2 separate regions of the Zea mays genome follow, and region 2 is linked to region 1. The links are chromatin contacts, called in public Hi-C maps. All regions are on one chromosome and are shown on one strand. The core of a region is the stretch at or near the end of the contact, and the rest is flanking DNA. Distances in the headings are between cores, read along the strand shown.

Region 1 (6,630 bases), core at 2,746-5,245:
TGAAATGACAACTGATCACAGTAGTAGAATGTTTCAATCTTTTTATATTAGTTCAAATGATGGATTTACAGTCAGGTGACTGAATGCAGTGATTACTAAAATATTTCAGTATCATTCAGATTCATTCTCCTTCGCACTACCTTCAGATTATAATTCATAAGGAGACAATCTATGGAGAACAAAATTTTACCTTTTACTCCTCTTTGTAGGAAAAAATGAGAACAAAAGGTAGTGTTCACTCTGTTCACTACTCGATGATGACAATGTGGCTTCGATAAACTTTTCTGTGTAGTATTAAAGGTGCTTGATTCTCAATGGCTTGCAAGGCGAGCTAGTTATATGGAATTCAATGTGAGCATATTTCATTAGGACAACAGTTTATGCACGGTAATTGTTTACCATGTCATTATCTACTTTGAGTTGATTAATTTATGTCCATATTTTTAGGAGGTTAAGTCCACACAGGTCCAGTTAGAGCAAGATCTTACTATCTTAGTATCGGATGTATTTCTCGCATTCAAGTTAGCGTTGTTTGTACTTCATAGGAAAAGAGACACATTACATTTTAGGTTTCAATATTTTGCCTTATATTTATTGTCCATTCCTTCACTGGATTTTCAAGACATGGCATTATGTATGTTCATGTATGTATGATGCCCTGAAGAAGTAAACGATTGTCTGCAACTCCTGACATCAAGATGTGATGTTGGTGTATTTTGGTCGGTCGTGGAGACGTGGATGCGTCGGCGGTGGAGGCCAAGGCCGAAGTCCTGCCTCCGATGTCGCTGCTCCGACTGGCCACCAGGTTCCGCGTCCTGCTACTCAAGTGGTGGAAGACCAATTAAGGCCCAGGCGGCGGACGGGGTTGGGCACGTTCAGGTGCCAAGGTTGCCGGCAGTGGTGAGCAGAATTGGAGCATGTTATGGCACTGGCATGGTGGCGAGATGGGAGGAAGCGTGGAGCTGAGCAGGCAGAGATGGGAGCAGGTAGAGATGGGAGATAAGAGAGACGGCATGCCACGGAATGTCTGCAGACATACAAATCAAATCGGACGAGGTGGCGGTGGGGATGGCTGGAGCCGTACAAATCAAATCAAACGACGTATAATTTTTTGCTTACGTGGACCGGCTCGAAGGCGTCCTTTGCGTCCGGCTCTATTATATAGAATTTGTTTTATTATCCCTACCCTAGTTAGAAGGCTGGAAGGCGCACCCGTACACGGTATTGCCGGCCCCTCAGCGAGGGTGAGCCGTTGGAGAGTGCCTAAGTTGGAGGTGAGATGCAAGCTCCCATGTCACGTGGTTCCCGTTTAGCCTAGCCATACCCCCCAGTTGCCATGCTTTGCCGCATTGGTGTTGCCGGCCGCGTCTATTCATGGCAGGCATCTATTGTAAGGGCCATCACATTCACCTTTTCCATTGCATGCACACTACGGGTTATGGCGGACTGGGGATGGTCATGGGCCGGCCATCTCTAGCCCACTCCTGAGAAGAAGAAAAGGTAGAGCAAATCCAAAGGGCGCTTTAAAATTTCCACACCCAAATGGCCAAATTAGGATCGATTTGTGGTCCCGCTCAGATCCACGCGTACGCGTTCCAGTTTCCGTCGCTATTTCTCCTAAACTTTTAGCATCTCCATCTTAGTGCAGTTGTCCGTGCATTAACACAGTTTAAGAAGAACATAAAAGAGTGTAGCATACATATACACACTGGAGTCTGGAGATGGAGCTTCGTTCGTCCTAGGTCCTACTACCGTACCGTCAATCTATGACGAACTTTATCCACTCCAAAACACACACACACAACACAAACAAACAAGATACTCTGACAACACATGAAGCAAACCAAACGCCATAAAAAAACAGTGAAAATAGGGCTGGCGAAAATAAAAATACAGCTTAATATACATACATACACGAGCACTAGGAATAATTTTACAGCAGTGGTCGTGGTCGTGGACACGGAGAGCGCGTGACACGAGATGTCGCGTAGCGGAGACGAGCCGGTGACATCACATGACGCTGCACGCAGCGCTGGGCTCTTCGTCCTCGTAGTACTGCTGGCCGTACGGGTTCCGGCCGTAGCCGCCACCATAGGGCCAGTGCCCGGCGGGGCCGCCCCCGCCGCCGTAGTACCCGCCAGTAGGCGGGCCGCTGTAGCTGCCGTATGGCTGCGCGCTGTAGCCCCACTCGGGGGCGGGCGGCCAGATGGACGGCGCGCCCCCCATGCCCTGCTGCTGCGGCATTGGCGCCATCGCCGGCATCGGCATCCTCACGGGCGCCGCCGCGGCCATCGACATCGCCGGGCCCGTGCGGGGCGCCTCCAGCCGCGCCGCGATGGGGGTGTTTGTCGTCCTGACGATCTTCGGCTTGCCGTCGCCGTGCCCGTGCCCGTGCGCGTGCGCGTGCGCGTGGCGGCCGGCCGGCTCGTCCATGTCCAGGTCGTCGAAGTCGTCGTCCATGTCCATGTCGTCGAACTTGACGTGCTTATTCTTACCCGGCTTGCCTCCGCCGCCGTGCCCGCCATGGCCTCCGCCTCCGTGCCCGCCGGCCTGGCCATGGCCGTGCCCGTTGCCTCCGCCGCCGCCGCCATGGCCTCCGCCTCCGTGCCCGCCCTGGCCGTGCCCGTTGCCGCTGGCCTTCCCTGGCTTGGGCGCCTTGCCGGGAGCGACGGCGCCGTGCTTCTGTTGTTTCCCTCCGCCTCCGCCTCCGCCCCCGCCCAAGCCGAAGCCGAAGCCCCCGACGACGTGTATGTCGGTGATGACCTTGCCGGCGTCGGCGGTGAGCCTGTCGGCGACCTCCTCGGCGTCGAAGGGCCCGGACACCGTCACCGTGTTGTTCTTCTCGTCGTAGGAGATGGTCCTGATGCTCACCTTGTCTGTGGACGAATGGTGGGCACAGATGATAAGATCAGCTCAGGCTCATGATTCCGTTGGAGAACGAGGGTCAGAACTCAGAACAGTGGCTTGTGACCGAGGATCCGTGACAGGAACAAACAAACGAACGAACGAACCTTGGACCTTGCAGAGGACCTTCCTGATCTTCTTGTAGCACTTGTGGCACTCAAGATCCACCCCCATGACCACCGTCGACATCTGAAGAACGCAAACTACTCTGGTTCTTCAGTTCCATACACACAGTCAGATGTACATAAAAAAGAAGCTCGAGATTGAAGAATGTTCTCCCCCCCAATGGGAAGCAGAGGAGAGCAGTAGCTAGAGATTATAGTGGTAACATGCTAGCTAACTGGTCGAGGTAGGCAGAGTGCTTCGCAAGCTAACTAGATATCCCTGAACCTGAATGGAATGGTGTATTGTACAGTGGTGCGCCGGTTGGTCCGTTTCGCAGAAAGAAAAAAGGAGAAGGAATCAACCGCGTTGCTTGTTGTCTACTTCACGCGTGGTAATCGAGTAGCGGGGGAGGCAGCATCAAGTTACTTTACTAGTATCTTGGGAACAAATTCGTAGCTTAGGCGGCAGAGGTTTGAAGCAGAACTAATAACAAGCTGAAGAGATGGTGAGAACGGAGGTGTCACAAAATTCTCCCCTCTGTTCAATTTATGCAACACGGGTTATGGAGAAATGCGAAAAAAAAGCAAAAAAACAAAGCAAAGGTGGCCGTCTAGCTGAGTCGCTTGCTCAAAAGATCCCGGGCAAAGCTATACGTGCAGATATGCATGGCAGGAGATGAGTTGCCATGAGGCCATGACTGCATGAGAGAGAGAGAGAGGAGGAGGGAGGGAGGGAGAGAGATGGAGGTTGCTTACCTTGTGCTGGCTGCTGTGGACGCCTGGCCAAAGCTAGCTCTCTCTGTGCCTGCCACCTTTGTTGCTGGTGCACGAGGAGAAGAGATAAGAAGGTAGAGAGGGGATGGTGTTGTACTTGTTTGTGCCTCAGCACTCTGCTCGGCTCGCTTTTGTTGAGACGACGCCACCACACCACCACCAGCAGCAGCAGATGATGATTGGCACAGGCAGGCTGGCGCCGTGACGCTCTCGATTGCTCTTAGCGACTAAGCCTCTGTATGTAAGCACCACGCTTTATTTGGCGGACACCCGCTCCGCCTGGTCTCCCTCCCTCATGCATATCGCCCTCCATCATCTACCATGCATGCACAAGCTGTTCAGTGCATCTGCTGCTGTTGATAGTGCTAGCACCCTTACCCGGGAACTAAGCAAAATGCGGTGCAGTGGAGCTAGCTTTGGCTGGTAAACTAATCCATTCTCCCTGGTCCCGCCGCGGGCTCCTGCCTGCCTGCCTGCTCTACTGACGACGTCTGCCACTAGCTTATTTATGGCTTTATCTAGCTAGCAAAGGTGTCTATGTTATAACAAAAGAAAAACATTCCAGAGCAAAGATCATTAGTAGTACTAGTAGTAAAGGTGCTGGGATTCTGTCGAGTGAGTAGGCGAGAAACGAGTCACGTAGTTTCCATGGGACAAGAGAGCGGATCAGTGCGTGGTGGGGTTGTTGCTGCACACTCATGCTAGTGGATCGCAGCATTGGGGTTGCCACTACTCCGTTTAAGTTTTTTTTTTTTTTTGCCGTTCGTGCATGAAACAGGTGCCGACGTGATACGTCCTTGGGTTTAATGTGCTGGTGTGCCTTCGCTCTCAACTCAACTGCACTCGGAAAAGGAAATGCTGGGCCTACGTCACCGACGCCTTCCATACCCCAGTCCCAGAAAACGCTCTCAACAAGCAACACTCCCCTTCCCTGAGTTCCCACACGCACACGCACGGTATCTTCCTTTCTGCCATGGTAGACTACTTGCATCGTTTTCGACCAGGCTGCCTTTCGCAACACATCCTTACGCCTACCAAAAGGCCTGTGGGCTGTTGCATCTGGAACCAACACCAGCTTTTACCTGATAACCCCTGCAGATCCAGATTCCACTGTCCAGACGCGCCGCGGCGGATGCAAAAATAACAAAATATATCCCGCGCAACTTTATCATCATCAACCAACGGGGACGGCTGCACAATGATGACGCAGCTCAGCTGTCCCTGCTTGGACCAGCAAATCATTGCATCGACAACCCCCACACAAATCTGCAGTGCAAAGCAACGCCTCAACCACCTGTCTCATCGAGGGTTACCAGTGTTCACCTTAGCTATAACCTCAATCAACCATACACAACAAAAACAATGAGGGCTTGTTCGTTTTGCTCTCAATCCATGTGGATTGGGTGGGATTGGATGGGTTTCAATCCCAAACAAGTCAAAATCTTTCACAATTTTTTCCAATCCCATCCAATCCACATGTGATAAGAATAACCGAACAAGCCCTGAATCGGCAGGTTTTTCCATCCCAAGCAAATACAATGAAGTTCTGCAGCAGTATAATGATAGTGTGTGTACATACCAGCTGACCAGGAACACCTGCAGCTCAAGATAATGAATGTATAGCGCTGGCCACAAGTGAAGTAATTTCCAGTACACGGATAGATCACCACACTCTCCTTTAGTTGAGGTGTAGGCACGATATAGGTGTATCAATGTGGACGAGCCTCGACCGACACAAGGTTAAGCAGATCTCTTGTAGGGGTCCTTGCCATGGCTGCCACCATTGTGGCGATGGAATTCTCCTGTGTTGCCCCCTTTGCTGTTCCGCCCAGTTCCAAAGGCCTTCTGCTCAGCTTCCCTCGCTTTGTTGTTCTTCTCACGGTACCCAGCCGTAGCCCAAGTATCCTCTGCCTTCTTCGCTCGAGATGGCGGTGCTCCGTGTGGTCCAAGATATATGTTCTCTGTATCTTTGCTGGGCTGTAGCAACAAGGCGTCAGCACAATGATTATGAACCATATATATGAAACTACCAGTGCAAGTAAGCCTATCCTGTGAAATGCAAAGCTCCTCTCGTTTTTTTCTGGACAAGCATGTTTTCTTCAAAACACTCGAGTGTGACAGAATTTTCGCAGTTATCTGGGTCCTCATGCATGTCACAAATAAATGAAGATATGCTGCTGTTTTGCGTTCAAAAAAGGAACTAGAACAATGGCATGATAATTAGAAAGAAGACCTTTGGAGGTGGTTGAGGATCGGTAGCCCGTGAAGCTTCCCAGTCACCGATATCAGATTCTTCAACACTAAAACTTGGGATCACAAAGTCATCATTATCTGTGACATGAAACACACAGATGTCAGATTACATTCCCTCAGTAAACAAACAGACATTCAGCCTTAAAAACAAATCAATTAAAAGTTTCCTATTATTGTCTGAAATGTGGTCAGCACGAACATACATTTAAAAAAATAGATGGGGTGCCACATAAGCAAGTATTATGACATGACACGGGAGTTATGAAGAGAGAGGGGAGGAGTTATGAAACTGGGTGTACACTGTTTCAAATTTTTTTAAACTATTCCACACTAGCATTATGAGGCTTTCGTTTCATCCAACAATGGACAATCCTCCAATCACATGAAATGCTATGACCAACCTATGAAACAACAATAGTTGTTAAAGATGTAAGGGGAGGTAAGGCGACATACCCTTTTTAAAACTTTTAAGCGGTAAAGCGTGAGGCGAGGCGACGCCTTAAATATACTTAAAAATAGGAAAATATTGATATTTGAGAAAGTATAGGACAAAAATAATGATAAAGAAGAGAAAAGGATAAAGGAAAGAAAAAAC
Region 2 (6,630 bases), core at 1,759-4,258, 190 kb before region 1:
GGGCTGGCATGTACGACTGCAACCACGCCTATTTACACTCAAGCGAAGGTCTCCGACGACGCCGGGCTCCATGCCTGTTGACACTCAAGCGAAGGTCTCTGACGACATCGACGCCCTAATCAACGACGTGACGTCGGGGCACCTAAACCCATCCCAACATAGCAAACACGGTCTAGCAAGTGTGCCTTCACATGCATACCCCGTGCGAGCCCCACCTCATCGATGCCAAGTGGATTCTTCGCTACCTCCACGCCACTCTCGACTACAGTCTCCTTATTCGGCCCTCTCCGACTTCTGAGTTGGTCATCTACACTGATGTTGATTGTGTCGATTGCCCCGACACGCGTTGGTCTACTTCTAGCTATGTCGTGCTCCTGGGCACCAACCTCGTCTCCTGGTCCTCGAAGCGGGAACCTGTCTTCTCCCGCTCTAGTGCTAAGGTCGTGTATCGCGCTGTGGACAACGGTGTGGCAGAGGCACCTTCATCCGCTGTCTAGGAGCTTCACAACCCTCTCGCACGTGCCACCTTCGTCTACCGCGACAACGTCAACGCGATCCACCTCTCCACCAATCCTGTGTAGCACCAACGCACAAAGGACATGGAGATCGATCTTCACTTCACCCGCGAGCGTGTCGCATCGGCGATGCCCACGTCCTCCGCATTCTAAACACTTCGCAGTTTGCCGACATCTTCACCAAGGGCTTCCCTTTCATGGTGTTCTCTGAGTTTCGGTCCAGTCTCAACATTTGTACAAGCTAGAGTTGTGACTCCGACAGTGTCAGAGGATCACGTATCTATTCTATTGTAATGGGCTTTGGCTCAGCCCATAGACTGGTAATATATATACTCTCAGTCTACCCTAATTAGGATTAGGTTTTCCCTCAAACCACTGCTCTAACAAGATAGGTAAGGTTGCTGAAGATAGCCTAACAATCATAATATCTTCAAATAGATTATGAACTTTTGTGATGCTAAGGAAAAGGCTGGAAGCATACAAACATAATTCTAAACGAATGTGTGGAGATAGTTTACCTTTGAAGGTTTACCAGCAGACAAATTTTCCTCTTCTCTGACACGCTTTCTTTTCTTGTATTTCTACAATAGATAAGACACATGAAAAAGTATTTGAGCGCCAATGATGATAGGGCAGTAGCTTAAGTTACAAAGGAAAACCGACAACATCGGTTATCATTTCTAGATAAGTGTTCAAAAAATTTTATGGCCAAAGTAACCCAAAGTTTAGGACCTTATCCGAGTTTATGACATCACTACCAGAACAGTGATCCTTAATGAATTCCATCAGAAACAATACAAGTTCCTCCTGAAAAGAAACATAAATGTTTTGTAATGTGCACCCTCGGGCAGGTGAGAATAGAAAATTCAAGTTTTTAAGTTGGACCAACCTTCCTATTAGCTCTTGAGCCAATTAAATCAAACGAGCGACACAGTTCGATAAGTGTATCTCTTTTACATCTGTTGAGCTTCTCCAGTAGCTCTGCCCGTGATTTTTCCTGTTGTCAAGTCAATACCATGTCCAGTATCAAATATGTTGTTAACATAATAATGGACAAGAAAACACACTGATTCAGTACTGCCAAGCTGTTACCAAATCACAACATACCTCTTGATCCTTACAATCATGCTGAATGAGTTGGAGAATTTGTTCTCTTAAGTCAGTTACCTGGTATGGTTAACCAAACTAGGAGTTATTCCAGAAGATTGAAGACACAATCTATAACCATCTCACTCGATTTACACTTAGCAAACAGATATACTGCATACTCAATTCCTAGATTTGGTTCAGTGCTACAATAAAGAAGCACATCCTTCGAATTCACAGCTTCAACATCTATTTATACCATGCCAGTAAGAATCATTAAGACAGTGATGAGTTTTTACGGGCTGAGGGAACAGTTAGGTGCTTACAGTGATGGTCTAAGCATCGCCAATCTATCAATGCAAGTGTAGAAGGTTGCATCAATACACCTATCAATAAGCATGTCACGTGTACCTACTCAATGAATGAGCCAGACCTTGTTTCAGTGGCCAGTAAAGTTTCCTTTGCCTAAAAGACCAAACAATTAACATGGATACATGAGGAACAAGCTAATGCGCCTTGTGGAAGTTGCTAGTCTATCTTTGACTTTGTAATGTTTTGCATGCAAAATTATGCAAATGCAGTACAGTAACGAGGTGTGAATGCTAAGGCCCTCCAAGGCAATGGAACTTAGTAGTCCATTTAAATGGTTGAATCTGATTTGAATAAAGACAAAGCCACATGTAACGAAATTCAGCTTGGCATCTCTGTACCAGCCAAAAAACCTACCGATTCTTTCTCAAAGAAGACCCAAGTAGGCTGCTTCATCAACTTAGTCTCGGACGCATCCTATAGAATGGCAAAGAAAACATAGCAACCATCAGGGGCGGTCGAGTAAAGGACATGGGTGTACACACATGTACACCATATAATTTCTGCAAGGCGATCGAAGTTAGTAGCCATATTGTATGCATATACACCTGAAATTAGATCAGATCCGAATACAAATAGTAAGATAGTGTTTGTGGGCACAGTTTCACACAACAGGAAGGGAAGGAGGGCGTACCTGGTGGCGCTCGTCGCCGGCGAAGGGGCCGAATAAGACCTGAGCACCTGGCGTAGCCGGCAGCGACGGCCGTTCAGGCGTTGCGCTGTGGTGGTGATTGGAAGAAGAAAATCCAGGTTGCAGCATAGAGGCAGATCGGGTCCGTGTAGAGCCCGTCGATCTACCTTGGTGTGCTGCCTGTCGTCTGCTCCGCCCGACCGAAGCTCACCGTGCTGGTAGTAAACCGGCTCGCCCAGGGGAGCTGTCACTTGCTGCTTCAGGCAGCGTCGGGGCTCGGGCGGGCGCGGGCAAGGTGCCAAGGTCGGCCAGCGGCACGCTCGGCTCGACACAGTGCGGAGGGGAGCGGGAGGAGCCGAGGACGAGGAGCCGCTGAGGAAGGCAAGGGAATGTATTTAACTTTATTTACCGTTGGCACTGCTGTAGCAACGTTTTTATTTTGCAAAGTTTTAGTTGACATAAAACATATCATTTTATTAAAATATAAATACATCAAATTAGAACATAAAATCTACATAATTAATGAAAAAACAAAAATTATATAAATTAAAAAATACATAACTAAAAAAACTAATTTTACTTGCTTATATTCCTTTTCTGTTTATTATGTCGCTTCTTTCTTATCTAATTTTACTTGTTTTGTCATTTTTTTAGGATCAACTCGAATGGGTGTTTTATATCCTGTCTATATCGGTGTAGTAATTTAGTCTTATATAAGCTTTTAAATATCTGTTTTCTCTATAAATAGAGACTGAATGCTACTTGTTGGGTCTTTTTTTCGTTGAGCTCTTGCCTGCAATAGAGTATAGTGCGTCTATACTTACTTATTATGAGGCACATCTTTACACGCTTAAATTTAGACAAAATCTTTTAGGCCCTGTTTGTTTTCTTTTATTTTGTGGAGTTGAAATCTTACTAATGAAATATGTTATTTTTTTAAAATGTGATATTCCACCACTTTTTAAAGTTATCATATAAGTTTATTTCAAATTCATGGGATGAGAGATGGAAATTGATTTTATAGATTTATATACTATTTTCCCGATGTACAACTTATAACACAATCTTCTACTTGCTTCGTTATAATATAAATGTAGTATATAACTATCTTTCTCATATGATTTAGAATAATATACAAATATATTACATATATAAATATTTGAACTTAATTAGTTTTGTCTAAATTATAATTATTAAAACGGAATTCAATTCCAACGAAACAAACTGGTCCTTATAGTTTTACTCCCATCACTCATGTCGTCGTCACCGTGCCTCGCACCTAGGCCTGGGCAAAAAGAACCGGAACCGAGGAACCGAACAGAAATAACCGAGAACCAAAACCAAACTAACCGAAACGAAGGAACCGTTATGAAATTCAGTTCTGGTTTTTTTGAGAACCGAAATAAATGAGATATTTTCGGTTCTGCACTCCAAAGAATCGAAAGAACCGAAAAAAACAAAAGTATTAGATTCAATTTGTTACATGTGTTTGTAACTTCGGATGTTGTTTTATCGACTTATGTTGAACCTCTAATCATCCATGTATTATCTATGAAATTATGGTCATTGTGCACTCGTGGTTGTTTGCGGGGAGATGTTGCTGAAATTTCTCACAAAAGTTGTCGTTATTCAGAATTTTAGAGTGGTTGTTACAGTTCGGTTAGAACCGAGGAACCGAACCGAAGAACCGAGAACCGAACTAGTCGGTTTTGATTTCTTTATCTTGCTATTTCGGTTCTAGTTTTTGAAGAACCGAATTTCTACAAGAACCGAGGAACCGAACCGAACGCCCAGTCCTACTCGCACCAGTAGGGGAGCGGGGAGCTGGCAATCTTTGACGCCTAAAGGCACCATCTAAGGGCTTGTTCGGTTAGCTCTCAATCCATGTGGATTGAGTGGGATTGGGTGGGTTTAAATCCCAAGCAAGTCAAAACTCTTCTAATTTTTTTCCAATCCCATACAATCCATGTATAATGGGAATAACCGAACAAGCCCTAAGTGCATATGTATCCCATATCAAATTATATACACCGTTAATTTTTAGAGCCAAATGACAATAGTATACTAGTAAAACGACTTCATAAAACAGGCCACAATAAAAGAAAAATACCTAATTATGGATAATTTCTTCCACCGATAAACTCAAGATGTTATTAAAAAGACAAAAAAAAAATAGAACAAAAATACACAACATACCACTCGCATTGATAGGAGGTAATGAAGGTAGCTTTTTTAAATAACTTTCAATTCTTGAAAATACTATAAAATATTCTTATCTTCCATGCTTGCAAAAATATCTCGTACAATATAACAAACCATTCTATGATTTGACTAATCATTCCCTATCTTCATAATTGCAACATGCAAAAATCAAGGCTCGCTCAACAACAGGCAAAATGAAGACTAGTTCAACAATACAATAAATCGTTCCAAAATATTTTATTCATCTCAATTTCAATCATAATAATAGCAAGACCATTAAGGTCATAAAAATTAACAATTTTAGGGTTAGATCTCACATCAGCAATGAATAGATCAAGTTGTTTTGTAAGCTTTATAAGTTCATAGTGATCAATTTCAACAACATACATCTTTACCAATTCTATTAGTTGATCTCTATCTGTCACACCCGTTTCCAAGGGGCAGAGCCGGGTGCATAGCATATGTATGCCAGGATCTATTTCCACACATATGTTAACATCACAAGTGTAATATATCAAAAGAATAATGCATAAAAGTGTAAATAAATATTATATTAATATATTACACTTCGAACAGACATAATGTCTTAACCTTTTTTCATCAAAGTACAGCGAAACAAGGACATCCATCCACAGGAAGATGACCGGGGGAAATCACTAGACTAGCATCCATCGAGTTCATCATCAAAATCTTCATCTGCAAACTTCTGATCAAAATTAAGCAAGGGTGAGCTCACTTATGGTCGGGGCTCAGCAAGTGGGGAAAAACTAATCCAAGTTTAACAAGGTGAGGCTAAGTGAGAGCACCTAGAGGGGGGGGGGGGTGAATAGGTGATCCTGTAAAAACTTGAAACTTAATGCCACAAAACTTGATTAAGAGTTAGCTCAATAAAGCCAAGTGGCTAGAGAGGAGTTCTTGCAAGACACGATAACCACAAGAAGATCAACACAGATAGGCACAGTGGTTTATCTCGTGGTTCGACCAAGTCCAACACTTGCCTACTCCACGTTGTGGCATCCCAACGGACGAGGGTTGCAATCAACCCCTCTCAAGCGGTCCAAAGACCCACTTGAGTACCACAGTGTTTTGCTTTGTTTACTATATCCCGCTTGCGAGGAATCTCCACAACTTGGAGCCTCTCGGCCTTACAATTGAAGTTCACAAAGAAGCACGGAAGTAAGGCTGGGATGAGCAACGCACACAAGACACAAAATCAGAGCACAAACACGCACACAAGTCACAACTCGAGCTCACAACACAACCCAAAGAGTTCTCTACTCAAATGGAGCTCTAATTGCTATCACAAAGAATCGAATGCGCGGAATTAGAGTCTTGGTGCTTAGGAATGCTTAGAGAATGCTTGGTGTCTTCCTCCATGCGTCTAGGGGACCCTTTTATAGCCCCAAGGCAGCTAGGAGCCGTTGAGAGCATTCCAGGAAGGCAATTTTTGCCTTCTGTCGCCTGGCGCACCGGACAGTCTGGTGCACCACCGCACACTGTCCGGTGCGGATTTCTTTCCTTCTTTGGCGAAGCCGACCGTTGGAGTTTCAGAGCCGTTGGCGCACCGGACACTGTCCGGTGCACATCGGACAGTCCGGTGCCCCCTTCTGACCGTTGGCTCTGCCACGCGTCGCGCGCAGATTACGTGGTCGACTGTTGGCTCACCGGACAGTCCGGTGCACCACCGGACAGTCCGGTGATTTATAGCCGTACGCCGCCGACGAAACCCGAGAGCAGCCATTTCGCTAGAGTCAGCCTGGCGCACCGGACACTGTCCGGTGCACACCGGACAGTCCGGTGCATCCAGACTGCGCAGAGTCTTGGCTG

What was found. A called contact is a pair of places that touch in the nucleus more often than the background predicts.
Region 2: a Hi-C map of tassel shows a contact between it and region 1, with 3 times the contacts expected there. The contact joins the promoter of LOC103636280 here to the promoter of LOC100279592 in region 1. A contact is called at or near these places in 4 of 25 Hi-C or Micro-C datasets (bundle sheath, ear, leaf and 1 more).

The regions. Positions count from the first base shown.
Region 1 is chr1:72,630,743-72,637,372 of Zm-B73-REFERENCE-NAM-5.0, reverse strand. It overlaps LOC100279592, which reads right to left and starts at 3,995. Exons shown (of 3, transcript NM_001317831.1): 1 at 3,765-3,995; 2 at 3,012-3,093; 3 at 1,651-2,876. The coding sequence starts at 3,093. The coding sequence ends at 2,011. LOC103636270 reads right to left here. Exons shown (of 3, transcript XM_008658634.4): 2 at 6,016-6,113; 3 at 5,286-5,759. The coding sequence ends at 5,523.
Region 2 is chr1:72,824,348-72,830,977 of Zm-B73-REFERENCE-NAM-5.0, reverse strand. It overlaps LOC103636280, which reads right to left and starts at 3,008. Exons shown (of 10, transcript XM_008658646.2): 1 at 2,605-3,008; 2 at 2,328-2,387; 3 at 1,623-1,682; 4 at 1,405-1,512; 5 at 1,248-1,322; 6 at 1,034-1,096. The coding sequence starts at 2,730.